3 separate regions of the Mus musculus genome follow, and regions 2 and 3 are each linked to region 1. A link is a contact called in public promoter capture Hi-C data. All regions are on one chromosome and are shown on one strand. Each heading gives the region's core, a stretch centred on a gene start, on an enhancer-like site or on the middle of the called end of the contact. The rest is flanking DNA. Distances are from core to core; before and after follow the strand shown.

What was found. Promoter capture Hi-C pulls out the DNA fragments that hold promoters and counts their contacts.
Region 2: a contact with region 1 is called in a promoter capture Hi-C map of pre-B cells, with 4 times the contacts expected there. The contact joins the promoter of Rhoq here to the promoter of Zfp36l2 in region 1. A contact is called at or near these places in 2 of 39 promoter capture datasets (liver and pre-B cells).
Region 3: a promoter capture Hi-C map of liver shows a contact between it and region 1, with 4 times the contacts expected there. The contact joins the promoter of Epas1 here to the promoter of Zfp36l2 in region 1. A contact is called at or near these places in 2 of 39 promoter capture datasets (both in liver).

Annotation. Positions count from the first base shown.
Region 1 is chr17:84,185,451-84,189,876 of GRCm38.p6, reverse strand. Zfp36l2 (zinc finger protein 36, C3H type-like 2) reads left to right here and starts at 1,930. Exons shown (of 2, transcript NM_001001806.2): 1 at 1,930-2,233; 2 at 2,721-4,426. The coding sequence starts at 2,183. The coding sequence ends at 4,124. It also overlaps a transcript of Gm36279 not described here.
Region 2 is chr17:86,960,971-86,965,396 of GRCm38.p6, reverse strand. Rhoq (ras homolog family member Q) reads right to left here and starts at 2,286. Exons shown (of 5, transcript NM_145491.2): 1 at 1,650-2,286; 2 at 1,039-1,097. The coding sequence starts at 1,791. LOC115488765 (hapless 2-like) reads right to left here. Exons shown (of 3, transcript XM_030250169.1): 3 at 1,851-2,524. The coding sequence ends at 1,851.
Region 3 is chr17:86,751,833-86,756,258 of GRCm38.p6, reverse strand. Epas1 (endothelial PAS domain protein 1) reads right to left here and starts at 2,395. Exons shown (of 16, transcript NM_010137.3): 1 at 1,951-2,395. The coding sequence starts at 1,976.

The sequences.
Region 1 (4,426 bases), core at 681-3,180:
GCAGTAGCTAGGGGAACGACTGCTGCATGCTTTCCTGAGAGAAACCAGGAAAACCTTAGTCACAGCCTCATGCTTACATTTGGGGTCCTTTCAGCCACAGAACCCAGCAGTAATAGGGGCAAGAGCAACGTGGGTGGGAAGAGTGAAGCAGCCATCTTCCCTAAGTCACTACACTTGAGGGTCCTAAGATCTGGGTGGCCCCTTGCTCAGACCACAGCCAAAAGCCAGTTTGCTTTAATATATAAGATGGTGAGGGCTTTGTTCCTTTATAGGGGTATGGTCTCACTCTCACACTAAGCTGTGCAAGGCTAGCCTAAAACTCACCACAGTTTGTGATTAGTGCTAGGACTATAGGCATGAACCACCGTACCCAACCCACTCAGCACTACGTCCAAGACACTACAGTCTTCTGGCAGCCATTGGCTCTACCTACAGGGGCAGCATGCACTGCAGTGTGGCCAAATGCACCTGGACTCAGGAGCCTTTGAGTGACAGATCTACCTCCTTAGCTTCAAGGTTAACTGATACAGCCCAAGTGCACACTGGACTGGGTCAACCAGACAGGAAGAGCAACATGGGAAGGATGTAGTTGGTCAAGCAGCCTTCTCTGGCAACTACTGGGCCTTCCACCCAGGGCAACCCGGACTGCCAGCTGGGTGAATTCATGGGCCCAACTCCAGCTTTTGGCAGCCAGTATGAAGTGTAGGGATAAAGGGTTCTGGACCTGACCAGATGGGCCTCACGGGGTGGGGGTGGGGGTCGCTAGGTGTGTGGAGGTGTGTGTGTGTGAGACCCCTCTCAAAAAGAGCCAGGGGCCTTCTGGGACTGCTTTTTCCATGGAAAGCTGGTAGGAGTTGCACTAAAGGCAACCGAATGAGGACCTCTTTCCCCCAACCTGGGTGGTGGTTCAGCAATCACCGCCTCGCCTCCGGCAGCTCACACAAAGCTTAGATTCAATGCCGCGCCTCCCACAGCAGAAGGAGGAAGGTTGCAGGATTCGACAGGCCAAGGCTGTACAGGCGGGAAGCCTTGGCTAGGAGCTGCACCCACATCCCCGAGAGGAGGCCAGGCCAACCAGCAGGCACAAAGGTGAAGGAAGTGACTTCCTCTATGTCCACACTGCTCCTCCGACTTCCCTCTAGTCCCCTGGAATAGGCTTTCCCGCCCCGGACACCCCGCGCCACTCGGCGCCTTTGGCCCAGGCTCAAGGTCTTGTGATGTGATTAGCAAAGCCAGCGCCTTGTCCTCAGACACTCGGCTCTGCCCCACAGGCCGCAGCGCTCAAGTCCTGTTTACTGAGCCTGGGCGGGGAGAGGGGCGGAGAAACGCGCCAATGCTCCTCCAGGCTGGCCGCTCCCGCCCCCACCCCTACTGCGTCTCCACGTGCAGCCGGGCCGGAGCTGCCACCTACGGGACAGGCCGCGACCCCCGTTCCTAGTCCCAAGCAACTTGGCCAAGCGCACCATTGCTGTTTTGCTGTTCCCGCGCGCGGAGCAAAAACTAGGATGGGAGATAAAAGCTGCGCCAGTCGGCCCAGCCGGATCGGGCGAGGAAAGGCACGTCCCGGGTAGCCCCGTCCTGGGCAGATAGAACGTGTACGTGCTTTCCAACGTTATACTCGTAGAGGCGGAGGAGAGCGAGGTATTCCCGCCGCCGCCACCCAGCAGGACCCAAGGGGGCCGCACGCCCCACGCCGCTCGGGACGCCCAGGCTGCCCGCCCCTCCCCTCCCCTCTCCTCCCCTCCCCCGAAGGGGAAAAATTGGCGGCGACCAATGAGAAGCCGAGAAGGAGCCTGACGTCCGCGGGCTGGCGGGCGGCGTTGCCTGGAGACCCCGGCCGGTCAGCGTTCAGTCCCCTCCCCCGGTGCGCTTTGCCCCGCCGCCGCGCCGCTCCGGGGCTGTATAAAGGGCGCACGCTCTCAGGTCTCCGAGTTCCACCAGTCCGCGAGCTGCCGACGGCTCGGGCGGGGGGCGGGCCGGGGCGCCGAGCTGCGCTCTCGCTTCTCCTCTGCCCCCCACTCCGCGCCACGGCCTCCCGCCGCCGCTTCCTCGGCCGCACAAGCACAACTTTCCGTCCCTCCTTGGCCCTCGCCCGTTATTCATCTTGGTTCGAGTCTCGCCGTACCGAGGGCACCTCCCAACCTCCACGCTTGCAATTTCGACCATTACAGGACCCAGAAAAATGTCGACCACACTTCTGTCACCCTTCTACGATATCGACTTCTTGTGCAAGGTAAGCAGGCAGCCGGAAAGGATGGCGGACGGCCTGGAACCCTTTGGAGTTCCGAGACTTGCCGCCGGGCCGGGCCGAGGCGGGAGGGACCCTTCCAAGTTGACTTTGCGGGTGGAGGGAAGTCCTGGAGTTAGCAGGACTGTGTGCTTGCGACTGTGGGCGTGGAGAGAGCGAGTAGCGGCTGGAGCAGCCGTGCTCCTCCCGAACCGACCGCGGCCACGCTGCCGGGACTTCCCGGACAGCGTTTGCGCCGCCCACCCCGTGGCCACGGGCCCAGGATCACATGGCTAGACCCGGAGCGGCCGGGGTGGGCGTCCTCCACTCTCTCCGGCCTGCGTTTTGCGAGTGTAGCGGTGGAGGCTGAATCGGATCCCACCAGAAACCCCAACAAGTGGGCAGTTGGGACTAGGGCGTTCACTCTGCAGTTAGCCCCGACTCTCTTCCCCATCCGATTTTCATCCCGCTCCCGCTCCCCTCCCTTTGGCAGACGGAGAAATCCCTGGCAAACCTCAATCTGAACAACATGCTGGACAAGAAGGCGGTAGGGACGCCCGTGGCTGCTGCCCCCAGCTCGAGCTTCACTCCGGGCTTCCTGCGACGCCACTCCGCCAGCAACCTCCACGCGCTTGCCCACCCTGTGCCCAGTCCGGGCAGCTGCTCGCCGAAGTTCCCGGGCGCCCCTAACGGCGGCGGCAGCAGCTGTGGCCCCGCAGGCGGAGGCGGTCTGGCCTCCTACGGCCAGCTCAAGGAGCCTTCGGGGGGCAGCGGCACGGCGCTGGTCACCAAGGAGAGCAAATTTCGGGACCGCTCGTTCAGCGAGAACGGGGAGCGCAGCCAGCACCTCCTGCACCTGCAGCAGCAGCAGAAGGGGGGCAGCGGCTCCCAGATCAACTCCACGCGCTACAAGACGGAGCTGTGCCGGCCCTTCGAGGAGAGCGGCACGTGCAAGTACGGCGAGAAGTGCCAGTTCGCGCACGGCTTCCACGAGCTGCGCAGCCTCACCCGGCACCCCAAGTACAAGACAGAGCTGTGCCGCACCTTCCACACCATCGGCTTCTGCCCCTACGGCCCGCGCTGCCACTTCATCCACAACGCGGACGAGCGGCGGCCCGCGCCGTCGGGGGGCGGCGGCGCCTCCGGGGACCTGCGAGCGTTTGGCGCACGCGACGCGCTACACCTAGGCTTCGCCCGCGAGCCGCGGCCCAAGCTGCATCACAGCCTCAGTTTCTCCGGCTTCCCGTCGGGCCACCACCAGCCGCCGGGGGGCCTGGAGTCGCCGCTGCTGCTCGACAGCCCCACATCGCGCACGCCGCCGCCGCCCTCCTCCTCGGCCTCGTCCTGTTCCTCCTCGGCTTCTTCCTGCTCTTCCGCCTCGGCGGCCTCCACGCCCTCGGGCGCCCCGACGTGCTGCGCCACGGCGGCGGCGGCCGCGCTGCTCTACGGCCCCGGGGGCGCGGAGGACCTGCTGAGCCCCGGAGCGCCGTGCGCCTCCTGCTCGTCCTCCGGCGCTAACAACGCCTTCGCTTTCGGCCCGGAGCTGAGCAGCCTCATCACGCCGCTCGCCATCCAGACCCACAACTTCGCCGCCGCGGCCGCCGCCGCCTACTACCGCAACCAGCAGCAGGGCCTGACCGGTCCCGCGCCACCCCCGGCACAGCCCCCCGCGGCCCCCGCGCCGCCCTCCCCGCCCTTCGGCTTCCAGCTGCCGCGCCGTCTGTCCGAGTCGCCCGTGTTCGACGCGCCCCCCAGCCCCCCGGACTCGCTCTCGGACCGCGACAGCTACCTGAGCGGCTCGCTGAGCTCCGGCAGCCTCAGCGGCTCCGAGTCCCCCAGCCTGGACCCTGGCCGTCGCCTACCCATCTTCAGCCGCCTCTCCATCTCCGACGACTGAGGCAAGGGGGCGCCCGCGAGGGGTTGGGAAAGGCACAGCGGGGGCCACCGGTTGGGGAGGGCGACACTGCGGCAGACTTGGAGGCCCCTCCGAGCACTTGGACTCGAACTCTGCCGGAAGGGGCCCCGCCCCTACCCTTTCGGTTCTCTCGTTTTTTTTGTTTTTTATTATTATTTTTATTATTATTATTATTGTAAAGATTCGTTCTTGTTGATAAAAGCCAACGAACTTTTTCGTATGGATGAACAAAATATTCACAACAGGGCGGTTGTGATGCGGAAAGAACAAAAGATACCAAACAC
Region 2 (4,426 bases), core at 1,037-3,536, 2.8 Mb before region 1:
TATTTCTCTCCCCCTGGGCCCCACCCCACCCCACCTCCATCTTCAGCCCCCTGTTCACAACTAAAGCGCAAAGACTGGAGTCACTGTTCACCGTTCAATGGCTCGCGCATCCTCAGGGCTCTCAAGCCTGCATAAGACACAGCAACTTCCAAAGACTTCAGAGCACACTGCAGAGCTGAATTCTGCGAAACCATCACCTTAGTCAGCCCCAGAAGAAAGAAAGTGGGTCTGGCAAGACAGTGGAGCTAGGTTAGGGAGACAGAACCCCCAAGAAAACCCCTTAACCCTACAGGAGAACAGTCTGACCCTTCAGTTTGCCAGCACTAGCCAGAGACTGCAGAAAGACGCGTTCCTTTCCTTTCTGCACATAATCTCTCCAAAGAAAACACAAAGTCACCTGGCCCTCCAGGGGGAAGAAAGCTTCCTCCAAGACTCCAGCTGAACTCTTAACCCTGCCGCCCCAACCCCAGGGAGTGGCTGACGGTTGTTGTTTCTTTTCTTTTTCCCTGTGCTCCTCTGGTAACACCACAAATTACGTTTTCAGGGACTGGAGTCCCAGAGTGCAATGATGTTGTAATAAACACAACCAGGACCAAACGCCTTCCCAGCCTCTTAGATGATGCCATTTCCCACCAATCAGGCTCCTCGGGCAGGCAGACCACTCACCAATGAGGGCCCAGACAGAGGCTGCGAGGGGGAGACCTGGTCATCAGCAACTAAAAATAAGAACGCTTTACCATTGGCTGCTGCCACTTTGCAACAGGAGTTGGGACCCACTCACCAGGCAACACACGTAAAGACCCATACAGTCAAAAACTTTTCACATCGCGGGGTTCACGCTGGTCTGCGTTTTCTTTTGGGTTTGTTTCCTTAATTTGCTGACTTAAGAAAAAAAAAACCAACCTGATCTTGAGGCAGCCCCCCCCCCCAAAACACACCCTCCCACCTAGACACCTCAGTTTCCAAAGGCCCTCCACAGCCACACAGAATTGGCGAGAGATGGGGGTAAGGGAACCGGCCAGAAGCCAAAACACTCACCTGTCCAGCTGTGTCATAGAGTCCCAAGAGGTACTGCTTGCCCCCCACGGTGACGCTGACTGCAAGGACAGAAGTGGGGGGTGGGGAGAGAAGCTCACAGTGATCTGAGATCTAGCACTTTGGCTCCCCACAGTAACCTCCTTTCCCAAATACTGGGAAGCATGTGGGTGCTCCCCAGGAGACAACATTCCCCTTTTATCCGAGTCCACTTCACTGCCAAGTTGCATGAGATATAGGTGTAATGTGGCCCCTGCCATCCACTCCCCCCCCCCCCCAAACCCTGTAGCCACGTCTACTAGTGTTCCCAGATGTTTCCCCTACAGGGGTTTCGGGCAGTAAGGGAAGAGGCAGCTGGAAGGTCAAGAAGGGCGCTCAGGGGACTGAAAAGTGTGGGAGACGGGGCGAAGGGGGAGATAGGAATGGGGTGGGAGTTGCTGCGAGGGGTGGGGTGACCAGAGGCACAGCTTGGGGGGGGGGGTGAAGCCGCCAGGCAGAGGGCACGGCGGGGGAGGGGAGCACGCTCAGGGGAGGCAAGCCAGGGGGCTCAGCCAAAGTTGCTCCAAAGTTCCCAGCCGGGGATCAGCCCCTTAGTCAGCAGGGCAGAGGCGTACCTGCGTAGTGGTCGAAGACAGTGGGCACGTACTCCTCGGGGAAGGCGTCGTTGGCATAGCTCATGAGCAGGCACGTCTTGCCCACCGCCCCGTCGCCGACCACCACGCACTTCAGCATCAGCGCGCCGGGCCCGTGAGCCATGCTGCGGCCGGCCGGCCTCGGGGCATGGTCCCCCCGGAGCCCCCGCCCTGGCCCCGGGCTCAGCCCCAGCCCGCTTGGGGGGTCCGCCGTCGCCGCCGCTCGGCGCAGCAGGGCCGCCCTCCCGGCCCCATGCAGCGGTTCCCCTGACCGGAGGAGAAGGTGCGGCGGGCCCGGGGCGCAGCCGCCGCCGCTTCGATCTCTGCCCCGCTCCCCGCCCTGGCCCGGCTCGCCGCGCCCGCCTGCTGGCCCCGCCGCTCGGCGCCCGAACCCGCTCCCCGGCCCGGCCTCCCCAGGAGGATCCGCCGGATCATAAGACCGTCCGGCCCCAGGGGAGTCGGCAACTTTGGGGAGGGCGGCGGAGGGGAGGGGCCAGGCGGCTCTGCCCGCCCCGCGCCGCTCCGGCCCCCGCCCTCCTGGGCCGGTGAAGGGGGGTGGGGGAGGGCGGTCCGGGCGGCTCCGGAGTGCGGCGCGCCCCGCGCCCGCGCCCGCCGTGCGCTCCTGCCGCTCACCCAAGCTTGACTCCCTGGGAGTCGGGCGCGGAGGCCGAGGAGGAGGCGCCCTGTATCCGGGAGGATGGGGGCTGGGGGAGGGGCTCTTGGGCAGCCGCTAGGAAGGAGCCCAGGGCTCCTCGCGAAAGTGCGGCCAAAGCCCGGAAGCGTCCGCAGGCCCCGGTGCCCGGAGGAGACGTGAAGGCCTTTCGGGGAATCACGACGACTTCCACGGTGACGCAATTCTGCAACATTATACAGATGTGTATATTTAAATTCTGCCTGGAAGGCAGGAGCCATCTCGTCGGCCTGCAAGTGCTCCACGCAACTAGAAATCAGGAACAGCGGCCAAGAGGGTTATAAATATAATTAATAACAATAATTAGAAAGGTGTGCGGAGGCTGGGAGGGTGGTGGGTCTCGGAACTGGAAAACTGAGACTTCTGGCTTATTGCTTGCTCCTCAGCATCACTACCCCACGCTTTTCGCAGCACGAGCTTGAGTCATTTTCTATGAAATCGGTGACTAAGAGATGCAGCATATTGCACCCCCAACCAGCCACAAAGGGGCGAGCCCTTGTCAGGAGACCACAGATGTTATTTGTGCTCCCCCTGGAGGCGACATCGTCCGAGGCTTCCTTTCGCTTCCAAGCGTCTCTCCAAAAGTATTCAATTGTGATCCCTGAGGTATGATGTAGCCTCGCGCTCTGAGACTTGGCCAGTGATTCAGGACCAACCCTGCGCCTCTGTCTGGCAAGTCCGGAAACACTTGTCTGGCCAGGGCCAGTTAGTTGTGTGGCCGAGTGCTGCTTTAAATGTACGGTCTTGGTTCGAAGGCTCACTCTGCGCTGACTGACCCCACACCGCAGCCTACCCCCAAGCTTGCTGACAGGGAAGTCCTTTCCTCTCACCAATTCATAGTGGTAGAAAATGCTGTGTTGAGAGGTGCGTGGGTCACTCATACCCTTGCCCCCGGGATTTAGGTGGGGGAAACTGGGACCAGTGAAGTGGTTACCAAAAGGTTCCCTGTCACTCCCGGTGTTCAAGGGCCACCTGGGGAGATGCCTACTGTGATGCCCTCATTTCACTTCCACGAACCCTGGACGCCAGTTTTCAAGTCATAATCCTGATTTCAATTCGACCAGGAAGATTTCAAATAGTATTTAACGTTCCTTGTGAACGTAGGGGAACATCTCTCCATACCCTGTCCATTGCATTCGAGTGGAGGTACTTGCATTGACTACACTAATAAATCTGAAAGTTACTTCATACATTCTGAAAGGTTAGGAAAGGCACCACACTATCTTGAAGTCAGGTCTTGACACTTTCCCGTGAAGGAGAAGAGAGCAAGGTTTGCTGCTTGCATCACCATTAGCTCTGGCTGTGTTTGCGAAGACTAGTATTCTGAAAGGAGGAAATGTGGAAAGGTTAAAGAGCTGTAGGAGCCAGCTCTGCCGGAAAGCTGAACTTGGTCCAAGCACCACAAGTTAGTAGCATGGCTGGCTGCCTTTCTCTAGGCCTGTTTTCTGCTTTAAAAAAAAAAAAAAATGTGAGCTCATCTTACAGGGACCCCGGGTCCTGGATGGCTTGTGAGAAGCTCTGAGACTCTCAGAGTACACTCCGAGTTGGGGACTGATGTGGGATGAATCATGTGGTGGTGACTTCATTGGCGACAGTGACCTCATTCCCTTGGCCCACAGTGATGCCAGACAGACTGCCAAGAATATTAGAGCTCTGGGGACAGTCACACCTGGTGGATGTGGGGGCGGGGCGGGCCCACTCTAGAACACTGCCTTGACAGTCCATGCACTCTTCAACTGGAATAGTTAGACCTCTGCAAGACCCTCAGTTTCCCATGGGCAAAAAAGAGAATGCCCAAGTGGTAAAACAGAACAAAACCAAAAACAGTTCTCAAATGTCAAGGACTCGGGCACAGGAAACAACTTTGTTTCTGGGCATCCCAGAGGCCTCTGCTCTTTTCCTTTTGTTTGAACTGTGAACACTGAAACAGACACAGGTCTGTGTGAGAACAGTGAGCCCGTCTAGGCCGCCTTCTCTTTTTCCTCTACTCCTTCCTTCCTCCTCCTCATTCAATATTCCACTTAACAAGCATGAATTGAGGTCGACTAGAAGCCAGGCTTTCTTCCTG
Region 3 (4,426 bases), core at 1,146-3,645, 2.6 Mb before region 1:
ATTTTCAACTACATATTGATGCCCCCAAGAAGTCAGTCAATTTAACCAGAATCTCAAAACCACTATCCTAACAGGCTTTGGAAGTCTGAACCTACACTGAACCTACACTGCTTGCCCTGTTTTTTGGACACACACACACACACACACCCTGCGGGCCTGGCTACCACTGGGGCACTGCACTACAGGCCGAAGATTCCTAGGAGGTTCACAGTCTGTGTCACACTGGTTCTTAAAGTGGCCGCTGTTGTGGATAATTTGTAGTGTCATTATGCAACGTTCTTCTAGGCTCTGACTATACTCCCTGCCAGCCCTCGGCAAAGAGTCTCTGCAAGCTGGGTATGGAAATAGCTTTCCCCACTGATCCCTGACTCTCCCAAGGATTGATAGACCTAAGAGCAAGATGACACTTGACACTGATTACTGTCAGGTCTCATCTCGGACAAACGCGACAGTCACCCATAGACAAGGCAGTAATAAAGTGTTCAATAAGTGCTCCTGGCTACTCTGCTGTCCAACTTCGCGGTTTTGATGGTTTGTGATTACCCTCTGGCTGGTTTTACAGTTTGAGCTAGAATCTTAGTCTTTTTTTTTCTCTCTCTCTCTCTTGCTTCTCCTTCTCTACCCTCAAAGTACACAGAACCTCAGAGTTGTTTGGTGGGCGATAATGGGGAATCTAGAACCGGACTCAATACCTTCCCCCTCTAGAGATCCGCCAGCGCAGGGCGCGGGCGCCGGGCCAGGACGGGTGCGATTCGCTGGAGTTTATCAACTCCTTATCGGTGCCCTGAGGTGGGAGCTGCAGCTTTCGACCAGAGGATACACAGTTCCTGGCTCATGTCCCTAAGTGGAAGCCCAAACAAAAAGCCCGTTTGCTCGGGGCTGGGTCCTCACCGCCAGTCTTTTCCAGTCTGGCCACGGATCTCTGGCAGCTCGCGCCATTCTGCGGTCACGCGTACCATTCCGGACACCCCAGCTAAGTCGCCACGGAGCGCAGTGCTGGAAGCTCTAACCCACGGCACGCACCGATCGAAACAGGAGCAAAGTGCCAGGCGGCCAGCTATAAACTTTTGCAGGCGACGAGAATGTACCCAGGTCTGCGGCGGGGTCACAGTGTGTTCCCACCTCAGCTCCTAGAGCTGGGTGTCAAGTCACCAGATGCGGGGCGGATTGAAGGAGGCTCGAGGGCAGCGCGAGTTGCCCCGAGTTGCCTCTCACCCAGTGCCGAAAGGTTCGCGAGGACAAACCTTCGTGGCTGCCCTTCGTCTTAAGAATCAGACACTCGGAGCCGCCGGGTGTCACGGTCTTCTCTCTGCACACTAGAGCACCTGCCCCCGCAGGGCAATCCAGGTCACTCACTCCCCACTCTCTGCCGGAGTCTAGGTGTAGGGTAAGGTTAAGGGGGTTGAACAAACTTGGGTGCCGTCTGGAGCAGGACCCTTGACAGTGTTCCGGCTTCTCGGTCAGGGCGCACCCCAGAGTTGCGCTTTGCCCTCTGTTCCATGCTAGTTTGGGGCGCAAAGCCCGCATAGGAACGCTCTCGGAAAGACCTAGAGGGTCTTAGGAAAAGAAAGGCGTGTCTACTGCTCCAGCATGGAAACCCTAAGAGTCGAGGGCATCAGCCCAGAAACATTTCAAAACACTCGCTAGGGAAGCTTGGTGCTCCAGGGACGACAGACTTTGGAAGGCGCCGCGGAAGCACCCCTGACCTCCAGGGCCATCTCTCCGTGTCTCAAGGTCTCGGAACTATCCGCTTTGCAACTCTACTGCGACACCGCAGCTCCTTGTCCCTAAAGGCATCACCGACTCGCTTACTCAAAGCCCCTCAACAGCGGTCCTCCAGCCTCCGAGAACTCTCGCACCCCTCTCCCGACTGCCCCGGGTCGCGCCCGCCACGCGCAGTTCCGCCAATGCCTGGGACCAAGTCGGTCGCCAGCTTTGACTCCCGCTTACCTTTTTTTCTCCTTGTCAGCTGTCATTGTCGCCGTGGCCCTCCGAGACCCGGAGCACCTGGGTTCCTTAACCCCGTAGGGGCTGCAGCCGCTCTCTTTGCTGTGGCCCTCCGCAGCTCTCTGTCGCCCGGGCAGGTGTGAAAGGTCTTTAGTGCTCGCAGGTCCGAGAGTCCCGCTCAATCAGGTGGAAGTTTGCAGAGGGCTGGCTAGGTGCGGAGGAGGAGGAGGGAGGAGGGGGGTGACGGGGAGGAACCTGCAGGAGGAGGCGGGGCCGGGGAAAGGAGTGGGAGGAGGTTGTAAGACGCCAAAAGAGAGAGAGAGCAGCGACAAGGGACCTGGAGTTCCGTTTAGCCCCGAACAGGAGTCACTTTTCTGGGATCTGACAAATCAAAACCAACCAACCAAAAAAGAAAAAGAAAAAAAGAAAAAGAAAAAAAGAAAAAAAAATGGCTCGAAGAGAGCAAGTTGGAAAAAAATCCGGGGGCAAGCGAGTGCGGCCGCTGAGATGACCATACAGTCTCAGGACACTGCCGAGGATTGTACGGCCGCCTCAGGAGAGCTGGAGCGGAGCGCTGCGGACTCCGGAGCTGTACACCGGCCGCTCTCGAATGTCCGGCCTCCTCGGCTGTCAGCCCACTTTAAAAACTCGGACGGCCCGCCCGCGGGAGGGCGCGAGGGGCGCGGGAGTGGGACATCGGGCTGGGGGCGGGCCGGGGGCGGGGCTCCAGAGAAGCCCCGCCCCGCACGCTGGCTGCCTGCCCCGACTTCCCACCGTGTCCCGGCCAATAGGGAGGCGCGGCCACAGCCTCTGCCCTGACCCCGTCCCTCCCCTTTCTCTGGAGCTGCGCTCCTCGGGCGCCCGCCTGCCCTTCCTCCTCCTTCCGCAGAACTGCGACTTGTTTTTGAGGTCGCTGGTGGCGAGTAACTATATGGGACTCCAAATGGAAGCGCAGTTAGCGCAGGACTGAGTAATGGCGGGGATCTGCTACCCAAGTTCGGAGTATGCCTTTGCGCCAGTGTCCTTTCAGCCTCACTTTTCCCCTAAGAGCTAGGCTAGGGCAGGAGCGCTGGGTCGGAGATCGCGAGCGCAGCTAGGGCGTGCAGCGAGCGCCCAGCCAACCCCCCCCCCCCCCGCTTCCGGGTGCTGCTATAGTCCCCTAAACCATCCACTTGGCTCCCTTCGGCCGGCGGTAATGATCCCCAGGACCCTGTCGGCTCTTGTTCTTGTCTGCCTTGGAGGTGCGCTCTCTTTGGCCAAACTGACCTTGACTTCTGAGTCCCGAGTGGCAGAAAGTTGTGGGAGAAACTGGGACAAAAATGATCTAGGGTTGCTCCTGCCTGTGTCTTCCTCAACCGGTTTGTGGGTTTTGAGGTGCTCGTGGTAGACTGTTAGGTTTAAGTGTATGCCTGAGAGGAGAGCCTTGGAGCTCCCTCAGGCCTCTGCCCGCTCTCAATACCCCAGTATCACCGTGGGCTCCCCAGAGAGTTCCTGAGTGTGATGTTGGGATGTGTTGATAGCGTGTTCCCAAATCACTGGATGTGCTCTTCCGGGGTTCGAAGGATACAGCCAACTGCAGGACGTGGTGTTATGAAGTCTCCTCTTCCCTAGGCAGTCAGAGGGTTCTTTGGCCTTTCCACCTGTGAGATGCCCACTCCTGCTTTGATCTTAGACACTTTCCCATTTCCTACTTCTGCAGGAAAATCTCCAGAAGGAAGAAGGGCAGCCATGGATTTTTGAAGGCTAGGGAAAGAGCCAACGGGCTCCATAGTTGTGAATTGCGGAGAAAGCACGGTCCCTCAAATTGGGCTGCCCTGGTATCTAAAGTTTGTGCTTCCCGAACTATTCTTAAACACAAGTTTCCTAGTAAAATTATAACCAGAGACTGTGTGTGTGACTGTGTCTTGGGGTGGGGGCGATTTTTAAGTTTGTTTAAGCATGAAGAAGGTGGATACTTTTTGAAAGTCTTGGGGAGGTATCTGAAAGAATGAGTGCTTGAGCACTTGGAAATCAGTTGACACACCTGAGGGTGATTTCAAAGACCAGACCCTTTTCACTCTTGGAGGCTGGTGGATGATTTCCTATGACATTTCTACATCCAGACACCCTGGGTCTTAATAATAAGAAATTCAAATTGGTAGACACAGTAGTAATAAAATATAAACATATTTTGTTTGCTTTATTTTATATATTCTCTTGAGATTGGAATGGAGGGAGGGAGGGAGGGAGGGAGGGAGGGAGGGAGGGAGGGAAAGACCAGACAATAAAAAACCTTAAGCACTTCGACAGCTTCAAGGCCCCAGACATTGTTTTTCACCAGAGCTTCTGCTGGATTTGAGCTGTACTTGACAGGTGACTGGGCGATACCTGTAACCCGCAGGGAACATTTCAATAGCCTTGAGGTTATGAAATTCGTTTGAGAAGTTTTTGATTTTTAAGAGGAAAGATAAGGGCCCTGGATTCAATCCCTAATTCACAG